Regions from separate parts of the Mus musculus genome. Here all the other regions are linked to region 2. A link is a contact called in public Hi-C, HiChIP or PLAC-seq and Micro-C data. All regions are on one chromosome and are shown on one strand. The core of a region is the stretch at or near the end of the contact, and the rest is flanking DNA. Distances in the headings are between cores, read along the strand shown. Region 1 has its middle 31 kb from the start of Gm14635. Region 2 holds the start of Bcor (BCL6 interacting corepressor). Region 3 overlaps Gm52427 (a long non-coding RNA gene). Region 4 has its middle 34 kb from the start of Gm52427. Region 5 has its middle 52 kb from the start of Gm14635.

Region 1 (2,700 bases), core at 191-2,690, 240 kb after region 2:
AGAGCAAAGGCTGAGGTTATTCACCCCTTAGCTCTTAGCTTTGTTTTGCTCACCAGGTTGCCAGCCAGAGTGGTTTGGGATTGGAGCCAGTTGGAACAGCACTCTGCTGCCCTGCTAACCAATCAAACAGTGACAGAAGTGACAATTTCTCCAACAGAATCTCATCCAAAGCAATTCACTTACCACACTCCCAGGGTCATACTGACACTGGCTCTTATAGCATATCTGGGCCTCCTGAACCCTTAGAGAAGCCCACTTGGGAGACTGTACTATGTGGATAACACAGATGACCCTACTCAATCTATCATCTGCTAGTCTATTTGTAGTGGTCACTGTTAATTGTCAACTTCCCAGACCCTAGAATCACGAGGGAGATGTACTTCCGGATATTCCTGTAGGGAGTTATCTTGATTACATTAATTAAAGTGGCTAAGACCATTCTCTGGATAGGGGATAATATCAACCCAGAATTGAACAGTTCTTTTTTTCTTTTTGTTTTTTCAAGACAGAGTTTCTCTGTGTAATCTTGGCTGTCCAGGAACTTTACTTTGTAGACCAGGCTGGCCTCAAATTCACAGAGATCTGCTTGCCTCTGCCTCCCGAGTGCTGCGATTAAAGGCATACACCACCATCACCTGGCCAACAGTTCTTAAAAGTTTCACAGAATTTGGTTTAGGGAGATGGTACAGAGGGTAAAGGCTTTTGCTGTCAAGCCTGACAACCTGAGTTTGATTCCGGGAACCCGTACATTAGAAAGAGAGAACCCAGTACATGTGAGCTGTGGCACAAGCATACCTCCCCCACCTAAATAAATAAGGAAATGTGATAAAATTTAGAAAAAGTTTCACAGACTGCGGTGATGCAATATTGTAATGAAAATGTCCCTAACATTCTAAGAGACTGGAACTTTTTTCTGGACCTTACAGCCAGAGTTAATAATATACCTTGAGGTCATTTAAAACTCAAGACTGATATCCTACTGTGGACTCAGCCTGTTTGTTTAACCTACTTTTAAGAGAACAATGTAACAGCCAACCTTATTTGCCTTGAATTTCCCATTAGCTTTTACAACCTAGCTTATGCTTAACTGTACTCTTAAATTATGCACTCTTTCATGCCCCTGACACAAAATTATGCATTTGTATCATTTGCGAAAGCGGCAAACACAGAGGTTGAAAGCAATCTTATAAAATTAATATCCACCATAACTGTTGAACTCAACATACGGATATTGCTTGATAAACAATGATGTTTGTTATGAGTCAACTGGGGTCAGTTGGAGCCAGTGACTTAATCCCTTGTGAAACTGTTAAAGATTTCTGTAAAGTGTCCCTCACTCTGCCCCCATATGATGGTTTCTGCGCTGTTCTATAAGAGACAGAGCAGAGCCTTTCATTAGGGACACACCCGGACATGCAGACACTGGGACAGAGTCACAGGACATTCTTCGGGCAGGCACGAACTCTGACTCATACAGTAGGAAGCAAAAGGATGGCAGACACAGGGAGGTAAAAGTAGAGAATTCAAATGTGGACTTGCTCCTGGTTAAATGACACCAAGGGGAAGTGTTTTGATTTCTTTCTTTAATGTGACACCGATGCATTACTGTTGACTCAGACTTTATTATTAATGTGTTCAAATGGACCAAAATAGACCTCACCTGAAGCTCCTGGAGAGGGGATGTCTTTAATCTCTTTGTATTTGCTGCCTTTGAAAGGATCATCTTGATCAAACATTAACGTTATAGATTACAAGGACTTGATTGTAATTTTGCCTTCCAATTTAAACGGTCTTTTCCCCATTTAATGATTTTATTTCATTTAATGATTTTTGTTTGTAGTTATGTCTTTCTCTTTCTGTATTTTATTCAGCTCTCTCTTATTCTTGGTTAGCCTTGCCATGGGTCTGGGAATAATTCCTACAGGTTTTTGTTGCTTCTTCATTTCATGCTATTCTGCCAGGGCCCAGCCAAAAGATGGCTCTCTCATCCAAATGCCAGCTGAGCATGCAAGCTGAGGGTCAGCTCCAGTGTCAGTGACCAATAGTTGGCGACCAGTAGCCAATATAGTCAGTCAACTTACCAACCTGTTACCTTGGCTATCGTACATATATCTGGGACAAGTTCACAGGACCATAAAAATAGACTTTTATTATTATTCTTTTAAATCATATTTATTTAGGTTGAGGGGGGCATGCCATGGCCCATGTGTGGAGGTCAGACTTTTGGATGGTTCTGTCTTTCTAGTATGTGGGCCCTCAGATATTAAACTCAGGCCATTGAACTTAATATAAGTGCTGCTGAACTTACCAGGACCTAGGAATAGATTCCTTTTGCTTGTTTGATTGGTTTGTTCTGTATTTATTTATTTTTATTTTTATTTTTTGTTTTGTTTTGTTTTTTGAGACAGGGTTTCTCTGTGTAACAACCCTAGCTGTCCTGGAACTCACTCTGTAGACCAGGATGGCACCGAACTCACAGATATCCGCCTGCCTCTGCCTCCCAAGTGCTGGGACTAAAGGCGTGCACCACCATGCCTAGTCTAAGAATAGATTCTTAATATTAGAATGAGAATACTATTGACACATGCCAGGACTCAATATCCTCACTGTTTGCACTGTCTGTAGGTAGGATCAGAGGTCCTGGTCATCTCAAATGCGTAGGTTTCTGGTAGGTAATTTATAGAATGGGTACTGCAAGCC
Region 2 (2,816 bases), core at 51-2,550:
AGGCGCCCGCCGCACACACTAGCGCACGCTCAAGCCGGCGTTCCACTCGGAGGCACCGCCGGGCCCCAGGAGAGGCCAGACGAAGCGGCGGCGGCTGGGGGTTTTTACAGTTCTTTTCCGAGTCGAAAAAGAAAGCAGACGGGAACCCGCCGCCCTCCCCTTCCTGCTAGCGAGGTAACGCCGAGACGAGGTTCCCAGCTTCCAGCCCAGCACCCCCCCCCCCGCCTGACTCCCGACGCTCGGCGACGACCGCGCTCCCGCGCAGACACACAGAGGCTGCAAACTTCCACTCGTTCAACTCCCGATCCTCCCAACCCCTCGGGAGGCGGCAGGTCCTCCGTCGAGTCCCTCCCTCCCTGGTGCCCATGCGGGGGCCGCTTAGGTTGGCTGCATTTTTAATAACTTGCAGCTCTGATGTAAAACCGAAAGCGAGCAAGGTAGCTAAGCCTCCCAACGGGGGTCTACCGAAGTCGGAGGAGAAACCCTCGGAGGGAGGAGGTCGGCTGCAGTCCCCGGCGCGCCAGCCCGCCCGCGGCCCCCGGGGAAAGGTGTTCCGGGCACTGACCTGAAATCCCCAGTCGGGAAGTAGGCAGGGAGCCCTGCGATCCGGCGCTTTGAAGTTTTCCCCGGAGCGGAGTCCAGGCGGCGAGGAAGATCCGGGGGCGGCTGGCTGGGTGAATGTGTGCGGGGTCGGGAGAGGGCGGCTACGTGAAGGAGCCCGGCCGGGAAAGCGCAGCGAGCAGCAAAGTTTGGCTTCCTCTGGTGCCCGCAGTCCACTCCCAGCGCCGCGCTCGCTCGCCGCCGACTGCAGCCGCTCTGCTGCCCTCGGGGTCGGCCCGGCGGAGGGGTGGGCTCTGGGCCGCGTGGGGGTGGGGCGGGGCGGGGCGGGCTGCGAGCTTCAGGGCAGGTGGCGACGGCCCCGCGCGATCCTCTCCTCCCGCAGCTGGCCCGAGCTCTGTCACCCTCAGCAGCTCCCGCGCCGCCGCTGCCGCCCGCGCTCGGGCAAGAGCCCCAGCGCCATGTTGACGGTTCGCCGAGAGCGCCCGCTCGGGCTGGGTGTGTGTGTGAGTGTGTGTGAGCGAGTGTGTTGGCCAAGTCGTCCCTCCGCGGCGACAGCGCGGCTCGGGCTCTCCGCCCGGCGGCTCGCGTGCTCCCCCTCCGCCACCGCCGCCCGCCTCGCTCCCGCTCTCGGTCGTGCTCTGGGTTCCGGCGCGTCTCCCCCTCGGCCGAAGAGCTCGGTCGCCGTTCGGCCCGGAGCGCAGCTCTGCCTCACCTTGCCGCTGGGAGCTCAGGCTCCGTCTGCTGCCGCACGCCGCGATCCCAACGCGTCCCCCCTCCCAGGTTCCCTCCTCTTCCTCCTCCCCCTCCCTCCGCCCGCCCTCCCTCCCTCCCTCCCAACAGCCGCCTCCCCTCCCCCCTCAGGCGCAGCGCTCGAGCGACAGCCGCCCGCCCGCCCGCCGCCGCCGCCGCCTCCAGCTCTCGCAAGTTTGAGATCCCCAGTCTCCGCTCACCCTCCGCTGCGGCGCCTCCGCGGTGGGGTTTCGGGAGGGGGTGATTCCCCAGGAAAGGTTCGCCCGACTTTCCCCGGCCCTCACGGATTCCCAGCCGGGTGCATTGGGGCCTCGCCACATCTGAACCCCAAACCACCTGGGTGGCGGGTCGTGTCCTCGTACCCCCCCCCCAACTCTACCGCCCTCTGTCCTCTCCGTCCCAGCTCCGGCCGAGTTAGCATTCACGCCCAGCCAGGGCTCACGTCCTAGGGTATTGGAGACCGACTCCGCAGCGGCGACGGCTAGGTCGGCCAACAAATCCCCAGCCCCAAGAATGGGGGGCGGCGGGGCGGCGGGGCGGCGGGGGAGGCTTTCCCTGCCGCGCGCCGAGACTCCCCTTGCTACCCAGAAGGCCAGTGGAGGACCGCAATTACCATAAAGCGCCTCGCACTCCTCTCAGCCAAAGCTGTCAAACCCCAGCGGCAGGCGCCACTGCCTCCTCTCGCCACCAGCGCTGCGCTCTCCCGGCCTAGCGTCCCCTCCGAGAGCCAGCCCAGCAGAGCCTGAGTGCGCGTGGGCGTCCACCCCCACCGCACCTCGCCCCTTCTTCCCAGAGGAGCTACTTCCCCTTAAGGCGCTAAGAGCTACGTGAAAACACCACCACCCGCAACAGTGGCAGTTCCGCGCCCTTGCTCCCCGGACATTTCAATTGTGTGGGAATTGTGTTGAGGTGGGGGGCTGCTCTTGGGGACACAAGGGGGTGGGAGGACCATAAAGGGACCTGGGATGAGCCTGAGTTTCTCCCAGTTCTTAAGCATTTCACAGTCCGGACCTCCGATGGCTGGAAGGTCTGCCCTCGTCTCTCACCTCGGCCTCGTGAGAGTATCTCCCGCGTTTTATTTTACTTGGCCGGGAACAACTTTTGGCTTCACCGTTCAGCCCATAAATTTTCACTCGGTAACGTCGTGCAGATCAAGGCTCGGCGGCAGTGTACAGCCTGCGCCCGCAGCAGTTCAATCCAATTGACACGTATCGAGCTTCTCCTACGCACCAGGAGCAGCTCTGGGCGCCAGGGGGGGATGGGGGGCGGGGAAGGGCAGGCAAGCGAAAGGGGGAAGCCGAGAAGCGAGGTTCAGGCCTCCCCGGAATGCAGAGCCTCAAGGACGAACACCGCTCCAGTTTGAAAAGCTGGCGGGAAGGGAAGTCAAGGCACACAGGCTGGGAGCCCTGACACCGAGGCCAAAAGGTTACCCCATTCGGTGCTTCTACGGGGTCTTTCGATTCTGGGACGGGCTGGAGTATGTCTTCTGCCTAGGGACAGGGTGG
Region 3 (2,700 bases), core at 17-2,516, 200 kb before region 2:
AGCAGAGGGGTAACCTGTTGTCATTCGTTGGAGACAGGACAACCCAGTGGGGTGGGAAGGGGCAGGCACTTGTCCTTTTACACACAAACAATATTTTTTTCCAAAATGATTCCACAAAACAGAAAACAGGCCAGGAGTAGTGGCACTTAAGAAACAGAGACAGGAGGATCACTGCAAGTTCAAGGCAAGCCAGGTCCACATAGGGAAACCCTCTTAAAAGACCAAACAAAAGAAAAGCAGGTTAGAACGTAAGACTTATGTTAGGAGTGGCACATGCCTACAAGCCCAGCACTTAGGAGACAGAGGCTGGAGGATCACTGTTTCACTTTTGATTTATTAATTTCCATTGATTTAAATTTTGTATTTATTTACTGGTGTGATGGAATTCAAACCCAGGACCTCAAATGTAATGGTCAAGTTCTCTATAGAGAACTCTAGAGAGATTTCCGGAGGCCACAGAAGTCGCTGTTTGTATTTTCTCCGAGTTTATTTAGTGAGCACACCCATGAAGCTGTTTAATGTTAATTTTTATATCTGTGTTATTGTAGGAGTCTGAGACTTACTTTATGCATATAATGAAAAATGTCCCCTCTATCTCTATCTGGAGCCCCTACCCATGCTCATTTGTATAGTTACTGTATGCAAGCAGTAATGGATAGAAATGCACAGTTTCTTTCTCTGTGTGTTTGTGATATATACCTATGTCTGTGCACATGTATGTAGATGCATGCACTCCTACATGGAAGCTACAAGAAGACAGTGAGTGTCCTGCTCTATAACTCTCCAACTTCTTCCCTTGAAACCAGGTATCTCATTGAACTTGACACTCTGTGTTTCTGACAGGGCAGATAGCCTGTGCACTCTGGGATCTACCTGCCTCAGCCCCTACAGCACTGAAATCGCAGGCATGCACAGCCATGGCAGGCTTTTTTTAATGCAAGACTTGGGGATTTGAACTCAGGTTCTCATGCTCACATGGCAAGAAGCACTTTTACCCATTGAACCCTCTCCTCAGCTCCATAGAGTCCTACATATCTTCACAGTTTGCCTACTACACACACACACACACACACACACACACACACACACACACACTCTTATGCACTTACTTGTTCGGGGATTTTTTTGTTGAATTGTCTACCTTCAGGACTTCTCCAACCAGACACAGCGCTTCTTCATTTTTTTTTCCAGCCACAGATGTTTCTAGAGTGTAGACATGGTTCATTTAGCCCGCCTCTTCCTGATGGCTGTCTCAGTTGGTTCTGTCACCAGCCGTGCTGCAGTAAGTAACCACATGCCTTTGTTTCACTCACGCAGCGGATTGATCATGCCTACGGCACCGAGTCTTTTCCTCTTGCCCTTTGACCTTTACTCAGTCTGCTCCTCTCACTAAAGATGCCAGTATGTTTCCTTGCCCCTTCACCACATGACTTGTTTAGCAAATGATGTAAACAGCTGCTTTTAAAAGTACTTTATGTACTTTTCTTCTTTGTGTGTCTCCAAATGCATAAGGCAAACCTGGGCTGGCTGGGTACACGGGGTATGGAACAGAGCCTCATTTCCCAGCCCATCTGTCTGCTGACCACAGATCCACCAGGGGAACCTAGACAAAATGAGGCTAGTCTAACGCAAACCAATAGGACCACTCAACAAACCAAGAAGTAATAACAGTGCCTGGCATGGTGGTACATGCCTTTAGTCCCAGAACTTTGGAAGCAAAAGGTAGATATCTGAGTTTAAGACCAACCTGCTCTACATTGTGAGTTCCAGGACAACCAATGATTACAAGGGCTTAGAGTACATGATGGTGCAACAAAGGCCTGATACATCTCAAAGGGCAAGCCGGAGATAAAGAGCACACTAGGAATCCTGTGAGTCTTTTGAAACCTCAAAACCCACCCCCAGGGCTGGTGAGATGGCTCAGTGGGTAAGAGCACCCGACTGCTCTTCCGAAGGTCCAGAGTTCAAATCCCAGCAACCACATGGTGGCTCACAACCATCTGTAACAAGATCTGATGCCCTCTTCTGGAGTGTCTGAAGACAACTACAGTGTACTTACATATAATAAATAAATAAATCTTTAAAAAAAAAAAAAAAACCATCCCCAGTGACACACCTTCTCCAACAAGGCCACACCTCCTAATCCTTCCCAAACAGCTCCACAAACTGAGGACCAAATACTCAAACGCATGAGCCTGTAGGGACCATTCTCATTCAAACCTACACAGTTGGTTTTGTAGCAATAGCTGCCTGTAGCATGGCATAACACATGCAAGGGGCATCAACTCCCAGTAGAGGAATCACTATATCAAGGAGTATGCACATTTGAAAATTTGACAGATACTACCAGGTTCAGAGATTTTTTTTTTTAACTTTAAAAAAATTTTAGATGTGTGAATGTTTTGCTTGTACACCACTTAAATGTGCCAGTCTAGGGAACTAAGTGAGACTCTGTCTCAAAATAAGAAGGGAAAAAGTATGTTAGGATGGAGTTCGGTGGTTGAGTGCTTTGTAGAGTCATGGCCAGCATAAAGCAACTTTGACCATGGACTAAAAATAAGATGATCATCCCATAAGAATGTAACGGAGATGAAAAGTCCCTGTGACCTGGTGTCATGGCAGTGTAGAATGTTACTTATGTGCCTGTGATATAGTGTTAACAAAGATGCTGTGCATATATAATAATTGCTATTAAATGCC
Region 4 (2,799 bases), core at 70-2,569, 150 kb before region 2:
TGGATACGCCTTGTTTATTTAACCCCCCCCCCCTTCTGTTGAGCATGAAGACTGTTCCCAGTTTGAGGGCATAAAGTGATGGCAGGAAACCCTGAGTGCTGGGGCAGGTCTACCTTAACAGTAGAAATCTGGGCTATCGGCTCAAAGCACATTTAAATGCGTATAAATATGGCCGAATTGTTCTCCAAAGACGCTGTTCCAATTCACATCGCCACTGTCTGTCCCTTTCTGCCTCCTCCAATACTTTTCTTCTGCAAACGTAAGGGAAATCAGCATCACGTTACTGCCCCGTTTATACTTAGCTCTGCTTATGGGTGAGGTGGGCATCTTTTAAGAAAACGCCAGTGATCCATGCCACCCTCTCAACTAATTGTCTACTAAGAGATTTCAAAACGGCTTTTGTTCATTCTTCAAGATGTTTCTTATTAGGTCTGCATTGTATGTGTGTGCGTGCATGTGTGTGGCAATGGTGTTCCTCCCGTGCGGGTGCATGTGGAGGCCAGAAGTTGGCATCAGGTGTCTGCCTTTAATGCCTTCCAGCTAAATTTTTCAGACATGGTCTCTCACAGACCCCGATACTCACCAATTGGTTATACTAGCTGGCTGAGAAGGCCTCTGGACCCATCTGTGCCCATGTCTCTCGCGTCTCTCCCCCAGCCCCGTGGTTACAGGCACATATCACCACGCCAGCTTTTGCATGGATGCTGGGCATCTGACCTTGGGTCCGCATGCTTGCAAAGCAAGCACTTTTACCCAGGGAACCATCTCCTCATCTCCTCAGGCTTTGTCTTGCTTTTTTTTTTTTTTTTAATTCAACTGGTATTTATTTTGGTATGGGGTGTGAGATTCGGTCCTAAGGCTAACTTGGCATTGCTTATAAATGATGTTATTTTTAAACATTTAAGGTGAAAGAAAGGTTTACACATAGACACCAAGAGCAGCTGTGTGTATATAAACACAAACAGCTTAGTCAGTCTGGAGAGCAAGGGGCAGACTAAGAGGCCCATGCCCCCCATTCAGAGTTGTACCCCTGCAGGCTGAGAAGGGTGCTCTGCCTGCCTTCCCACACAGGTTCCTGCTGTCTGCCCTGCAGGAGGATTCAGGCAATCAGGGGTTGGCTCTGGCTGCTCACTGGCCTAGAGAACTCTGCAGTTAGACCTGAGCTGGCAAGGGGAACCTGTCCCTCTGCCCAGCCCAGCAATGCAGGCTTCAGACTGTGAAGCCAGGCTGACCAAGACACCAAAGAATGCAGACTGCCCTGCAAAACACTGCGGCAAGCTGTCCCCACATCACCGTCCTGGATGCTTAATGTAATTACACCAGAGCGAGCAACTTCCGGCCTGACTCAGGATGGAGGCATCCTAATAAGGCCAGGCCCTGGGGAAGCCGAAGAGTGACAGAGGCAGCCGTCATCCTAGAGAAATCACTTGCTTCCTGATCCTCAGGCCCCCTCTTTTGCTACCCAAAGCATGTGAGGAACCCAGGGGAGATTAAAAAAAAAAAAAATTCTGAAACCTTGGGAGCATGTGGGATTCTGGCCAGCCTGTGTGCCTGTATCGTGGCCGTTGACCTGGCCTTCAAAAGCTCCAGTGTGAGGAGCCACTTCACGTACCCCAATGCATCAGACTCCTGGGAACGCCAAGGCCTTCCCTGGGAATAGGGAAGCCTTCCTGATAGTGTCTGCAGAAAGTACCAAACTCCTCCCAGATGACCGTGGCCTGAGACTTACCGGTACAGAAACCCCCTCTAGCTAACCCTTGCCTCTGTTTTCCTGCTTTGTATAAGAAATGGCCAGGTTTCCAGGTTGCTACTGGTACATCTCTGTCAGAAAGCAGATATGAGGCAGCCTCAGCTTTTCTATGTCTGTGTCATTTCCTCCATTCCTGTAGTCCCCGCCAGCTTCATCCTGCAGATGATGACACCCGAGGCTGGTGGGTTTGAGCTTGAAGAGGTTGGGAGTCAGAGCCGGGAGCATCACTGTGAATTAGAGGCCAACCTCATCTACATAGTAAGACCCTGTCACAAAAATAAAAGTTGGAGAAGGAAGAAGCCACACAGCCTACCATAGTCCATGAAGCAGGTATGTCCAGTCTTTTGCCATTGTGACAGGATTTTGTCATATACAAAGTTTATGCTCACAAGCCATGGATGGAGCTAAAAACAGAAAAGAAAACCTCATGTTGTAGGTTTGCAATTTTGTGTGGGGCCCATTCTTAGCTAGCCTCCATCCCAGGCGGCAACACTTGGCCTGAGGGCCAGAGGTCAGACACGCCTGAGCCGGCCATCTCCTCTGCTCACAAGCCTCCCCTCCCCCAAGGCCCAGGGTTGATGATTCTACACAAACCAATCACAACCTTCTTGGAAAACAGCCTGAAGATTCTGGGAGTTTATTCTAGCGCCTTCATCAACTCTGACGATACTGCAAAGAATCAAGCAACTTTGGCTGCCCCAGCTCATGAGGTTTCTTATTATGGAAACTAAGCAGTCACACAAGACAGCCAGAATAAAAGCTGCAGAGGCACTGTGGGTGACAGCAGAGGAAACCAGGAAAGGACACAGACTGAGGGTCCTTGTTCAGAGCTTTGAGAACCAGAGTTTCATATATGGGATTTGTTAGGGTTTGCATGTGTGTAATGAGATATCTTGGAGATGGAAACTAAGCCTCAGCTCACAATTCCCTTATGTTTCCGATACAATTTGTCCATGTAGCTTCAAAGTAATTTTAGACAGCGCTTTCAGCTGGGGCTGGCTGCAGCCCATCACAGCTCAAAACCCATCACATGAAGGTTTTGACTTGGG
Region 5 (2,709 bases), core at 6-2,505, 220 kb after region 2:
GACTCATTGGCCACCCAAGGGCATTCTAGCTTACTCTGTAAGCTAGCCAGAGATTATTTCTTGGACAAATTCATGAGAGGCAGAATTCAAAGGAGGAAAGCTTTATTTGGGTTTCAGAAATTTTAGTCCATGGTGCCCTGGCTGCTGTTGTTGGGCTGTGGAGCATCAGAATATTATGGCAGGGACAGGTAAAGTCAGTGCTGTTCACCTCGGGGTGACTAGGAAGTAGACAGAGGAATAAGAAGAGGTCAGGGCTGAGACATACCCACTTTCTCCAACTCTGGGACTATCCTCATCGACACACCCAGAAGTGTTCTTTACGCGTCTCCTAAGTGTCTCTCGGTGCCACAGGCTGACAAGAATGTGCACTGGGTTGTCAGTTCCATTGGGATATCAAGCAATGAATTCTTTTTGGTGTAAATATATTGTGTACATTAAATAATTAAGTGAAGCCGGCGAGGTGGCGCACGCCTTTAATCCCAGCACTCGGGGGCAGGGGGTGGGGGGGAGGCAGAGGCAGCCGGATTTCTGAGTTCGAGGCCAGTCTGGTCTACAAAGTGAGTTCCAGGACAACCAGGGCTATACAGAGAAACCCTGTCTCAAAAAAAAATTAGAAAGAAAGAAAGAAAGAAAGAAAGAAAGAAAGAAAGAAAGAAAGAAAGAAAGAAAGAGAAAAACCAGGGATCCCCTTAGCTTCTGCCGCCTGGGATTTAAAACCAAATTCAGGGGTTTTCTAGTATTGAGGTTCAGTTTCTCTGTGTCCCACCTCCTCCTATCACCAAAGGAAAGGGTCACACAGACCCCTTTTACTCTTGATGTCCTTAGGCTTCTCTGCTCTGACAGCTCAGTGACAGCCTGCACCTGTGACCTGTTTCAGGGGCCTGCCCTTAGGTGACTGGAGCCACTTAGCCACACCTGGGAATTCACATGGCCTGTAGCCAGTGACTCATTCTTTAGGCAGGAGCACACAAGCCCAGCTCCCTAGGCTGGGGTCAGAAAGAGCACTCAAGTGCCATTTCTACTCCGGCACCTCTGTGAGGTCAGGCCAGGGCTTCACTAAGCCTGAGTCCTTGCCTTTTCCCGCTCCTGGTCTCTCCCGGAAGTAGAGACCTCCCCTCCGGCACACAAATCCTACTCAATGGTTTAAGACAAGGGAAACCCTAGAAAATATAAATAGGAAGTGACCGGGCACTCTGGAAGACATCTGTTGTCATTGCATACCCTTCTATGAGGAAGAGGGTTGAAGGGACTTAACTTGTAAAAGTCCTTCCGTTTGGATTAGGTCACACCCAGTTTTACCAGCAAATCTTGAGCTGTGACAATTTGTGCTGAGTTGGACATTTGATATTTTTATCTATATTTCCTCCAAGCTGTCTGTTTTCTTAAGGAATGTAGTTAGATTGGGCCAGGAAAATAGTTGAAATTTAGAGCGTCAAATATTAATAGATTCAGGGCTAGAGAGATGGCTCAGCGGTTAAGAGCACTGGCTGCTCTTCCAGAGGTCCTGTGTTCAGTTCCCAGCAACCACATGGTAGCTCACAACCATCTGTAATGGGATCTGATGTCCTCTTCCGGTATGTCTGAAGACAGCAACAGCGTACTCATATACATAAATAAATAAATAAATAAATCTTTTAAAAAATATTAAGAGATTCAAGGACTAGGGTGGAGCTGGCTGGTAGTACATGTGTTTGAAGCCCTAGGTCCCATCATAAGCATGGAAAGAAATTAAAAGAAAAGCAGGGTGGTAGTGATTCACATGCCTTTAATCCCAGCACTTGGGAGGCAGAGGCAGGTAGATTTCTGAGTTTGAGGCCAGCCTGGTCTACAGAGTGAGTTTCAGGACAGCAAGGACTACACAGAGAAACCCTGTCTTAAAAACTAGAACAAAGAAAGGAAGGAAGGAAGGAAGGAAGGAAGGAAGGAAGGAAAAAGAGATTTATTTATTTTAAAATTATCACATTTAGCTGTGTGTGGTGGTACAAACTTTTAATCCTAGCCCTTAAGGCAGACACAAGCAAATCTCTGAATTTAAGGCCAGCCTGATTTCCTTAGTGAGTTGCGGGCCAGAGATACACAATGAGACCATATCTCAAAATACATTATTGCATTTAATGTACTTACTCTGTGTGCACGTATGTGTCTCTCTATGTAGTACTGGCTAACCTGGACCTCACGATCTAGACCATGCAGGTCTAGAATTTACAGAGAATCCCTTCCTTGATCCTAAAGGCCAGTTCAGGTTCTGTTTGAGCTCTGTTGCTATGGCAAAATAAGCGAGCCAAAAGCAATGGGGGAACCAAGGGTTTATTTGGCTTATACTTCCAGGTCACATCCACTGTTGAGACAAGTCAGGACAAGGGCTTAAGGCAGGAACCCTGTAGTAATGCTGCTTGCTGACACACTCTCGTTGCTTGGTTAACTTTCTATTTATTTCTTTTTTATTATTTTCGTATGTAAATATATTTATATGGAAGCGAGGAAGCGTGTGCATGTGAGTCCAAAGCACTTGCGGCTCCTGCAGAGAATCTAGTTTGGTTTCCAGCGCTCACAGGACAACTTACAACTCCCTGTAACTCCAGTTCCATGGGACCCCTTGCACTCTTCTGGCCTCTGCGGGCCCTGTGGTGTGTGTGGTGTACATACATGCATGGCATGCATACACTTGGACACAAAGACTTTTTAAAAAATTAATATTCCTTTTAATTT

Evidence for each region. A called contact is a pair of places that touch in the nucleus more often than the background predicts. HiChIP or PLAC-seq counts read pairs in DNA pulled down with a chosen protein or histone mark.
Region 1: a Hi-C map of the C2C12 cell line shows a contact between it and region 2, with 3 times the contacts expected there. The contact joins the enhancer-like site here to the promoter of Bcor in region 2. A contact is called at or near these places in 7 of 484 Hi-C or Micro-C datasets (the AML12 cell line, the C2C12 cell line, the G1E-ER4 cell line and 3 more), 3 of 115 datasets of contacts at active chromatin or transcription factors (large pre-B cells, pancreatic cancer cells and stem cell-derived neural progenitor cells) and 1 of 9 other capture datasets (embryonic stem cells).
Region 3: a contact with region 2 is called in an H3K4me3 HiChIP or PLAC-seq map of pro-B cells, with 3 times the contacts expected there. The contact joins the enhancer-like site here to the promoter of Bcor in region 2. A contact is called at or near these places in 4 of 484 Hi-C or Micro-C datasets (B cells, the C2C12 cell line, muscle stem cells and 1 more), 10 of 115 datasets of contacts at active chromatin or transcription factors (the NIH/3T3 cell line, embryonic forebrain, embryonic hindbrain and 6 more) and 1 of 9 other capture datasets (embryonic stem cells).
Region 4: a contact with region 2 is called in a Micro-C map of muscle stem cells, with 10 times the contacts expected there. The contact joins the enhancer-like site here to the promoter of Bcor in region 2. A contact is called at or near these places in 8 of 484 Hi-C or Micro-C datasets (the C2C12 cell line, cerebral cortex, cochlea and 4 more), 2 of 115 datasets of contacts at active chromatin or transcription factors (embryonic stem cells and large pre-B cells) and 2 of 9 other capture datasets (embryonic stem cells and pancreatic islet).
Region 5: a contact with region 2 is called in an H3K27ac HiChIP or PLAC-seq map of trophoblast stem cells, with 7 read pairs. The contact joins the enhancer-like site here to the promoter of Bcor in region 2. A contact is called at or near these places in 6 of 484 Hi-C or Micro-C datasets (the G1E-ER4 cell line, cerebral cortex, differentiating embryonic stem cells and 1 more), 4 of 115 datasets of contacts at active chromatin or transcription factors (embryonic stem cells, stem cell-derived neural progenitor cells and trophoblast stem cells) and 3 of 9 other capture datasets (adipose tissue, embryonic stem cells and pancreatic islet).

What each region holds. Positions count from the first base shown.
Region 1 is chrX:12,322,596-12,325,295 of GRCm38.p6, forward strand. No RefSeq gene overlaps it. Among named protein-coding and RNA genes, the nearest start is that of Gm14635, 31 kb to the right of the region's middle. Within about 2 kb of position 1,441, at least 16 of the 459 cell types and tissues checked have an H3K27ac peak or open chromatin away from gene starts, as enhancers often do. A contact at or near this core is called in the AML12 cell line, the C2C12 cell line and pancreatic cancer cells, where this site is marked.
Region 2 is chrX:12,079,253-12,082,068 of GRCm38.p6, forward strand. It overlaps Bcor (BCL6 interacting corepressor), which reads right to left and starts at 1,301. Exons shown (of 15, transcript NM_029510.3): 1 at 566-1,301.
Region 3 is chrX:11,877,030-11,879,729 of GRCm38.p6, forward strand. The region is part of intron 2 of Gm52427 (a long non-coding RNA gene); the gene reads right to left. Among named protein-coding and RNA genes, the nearest start is that of Gm52427, 17 kb to the right of the region's middle. Within about 2 kb of position 1,267, at least 9 of the 459 cell types and tissues checked have an H3K27ac peak or open chromatin away from gene starts, as enhancers often do. A contact at or near this core is called in pro-B cells, where this site is marked.
Region 4 is chrX:11,928,337-11,931,135 of GRCm38.p6, forward strand. No RefSeq gene overlaps it. Among named protein-coding and RNA genes, the nearest start is that of Gm52427, 34 kb to the left of the region's middle. Within about 2 kb of position 1,320, at least 34 of the 459 cell types and tissues checked have an H3K27ac peak or open chromatin away from gene starts, as enhancers often do. A contact at or near this core is called in the C2C12 cell line, embryonic fibroblasts, muscle stem cells and 1 more, where this site is marked.
Region 5 is chrX:12,301,481-12,304,189 of GRCm38.p6, forward strand. No RefSeq gene overlaps it. Among named protein-coding and RNA genes, the nearest start is that of Gm14635, 52 kb to the right of the region's middle. Within about 2 kb of position 1,256, at least 6 of the 459 cell types and tissues checked have an H3K27ac peak or open chromatin away from gene starts, as enhancers often do. A contact at or near this core is called in trophoblast stem cells, where this site is marked.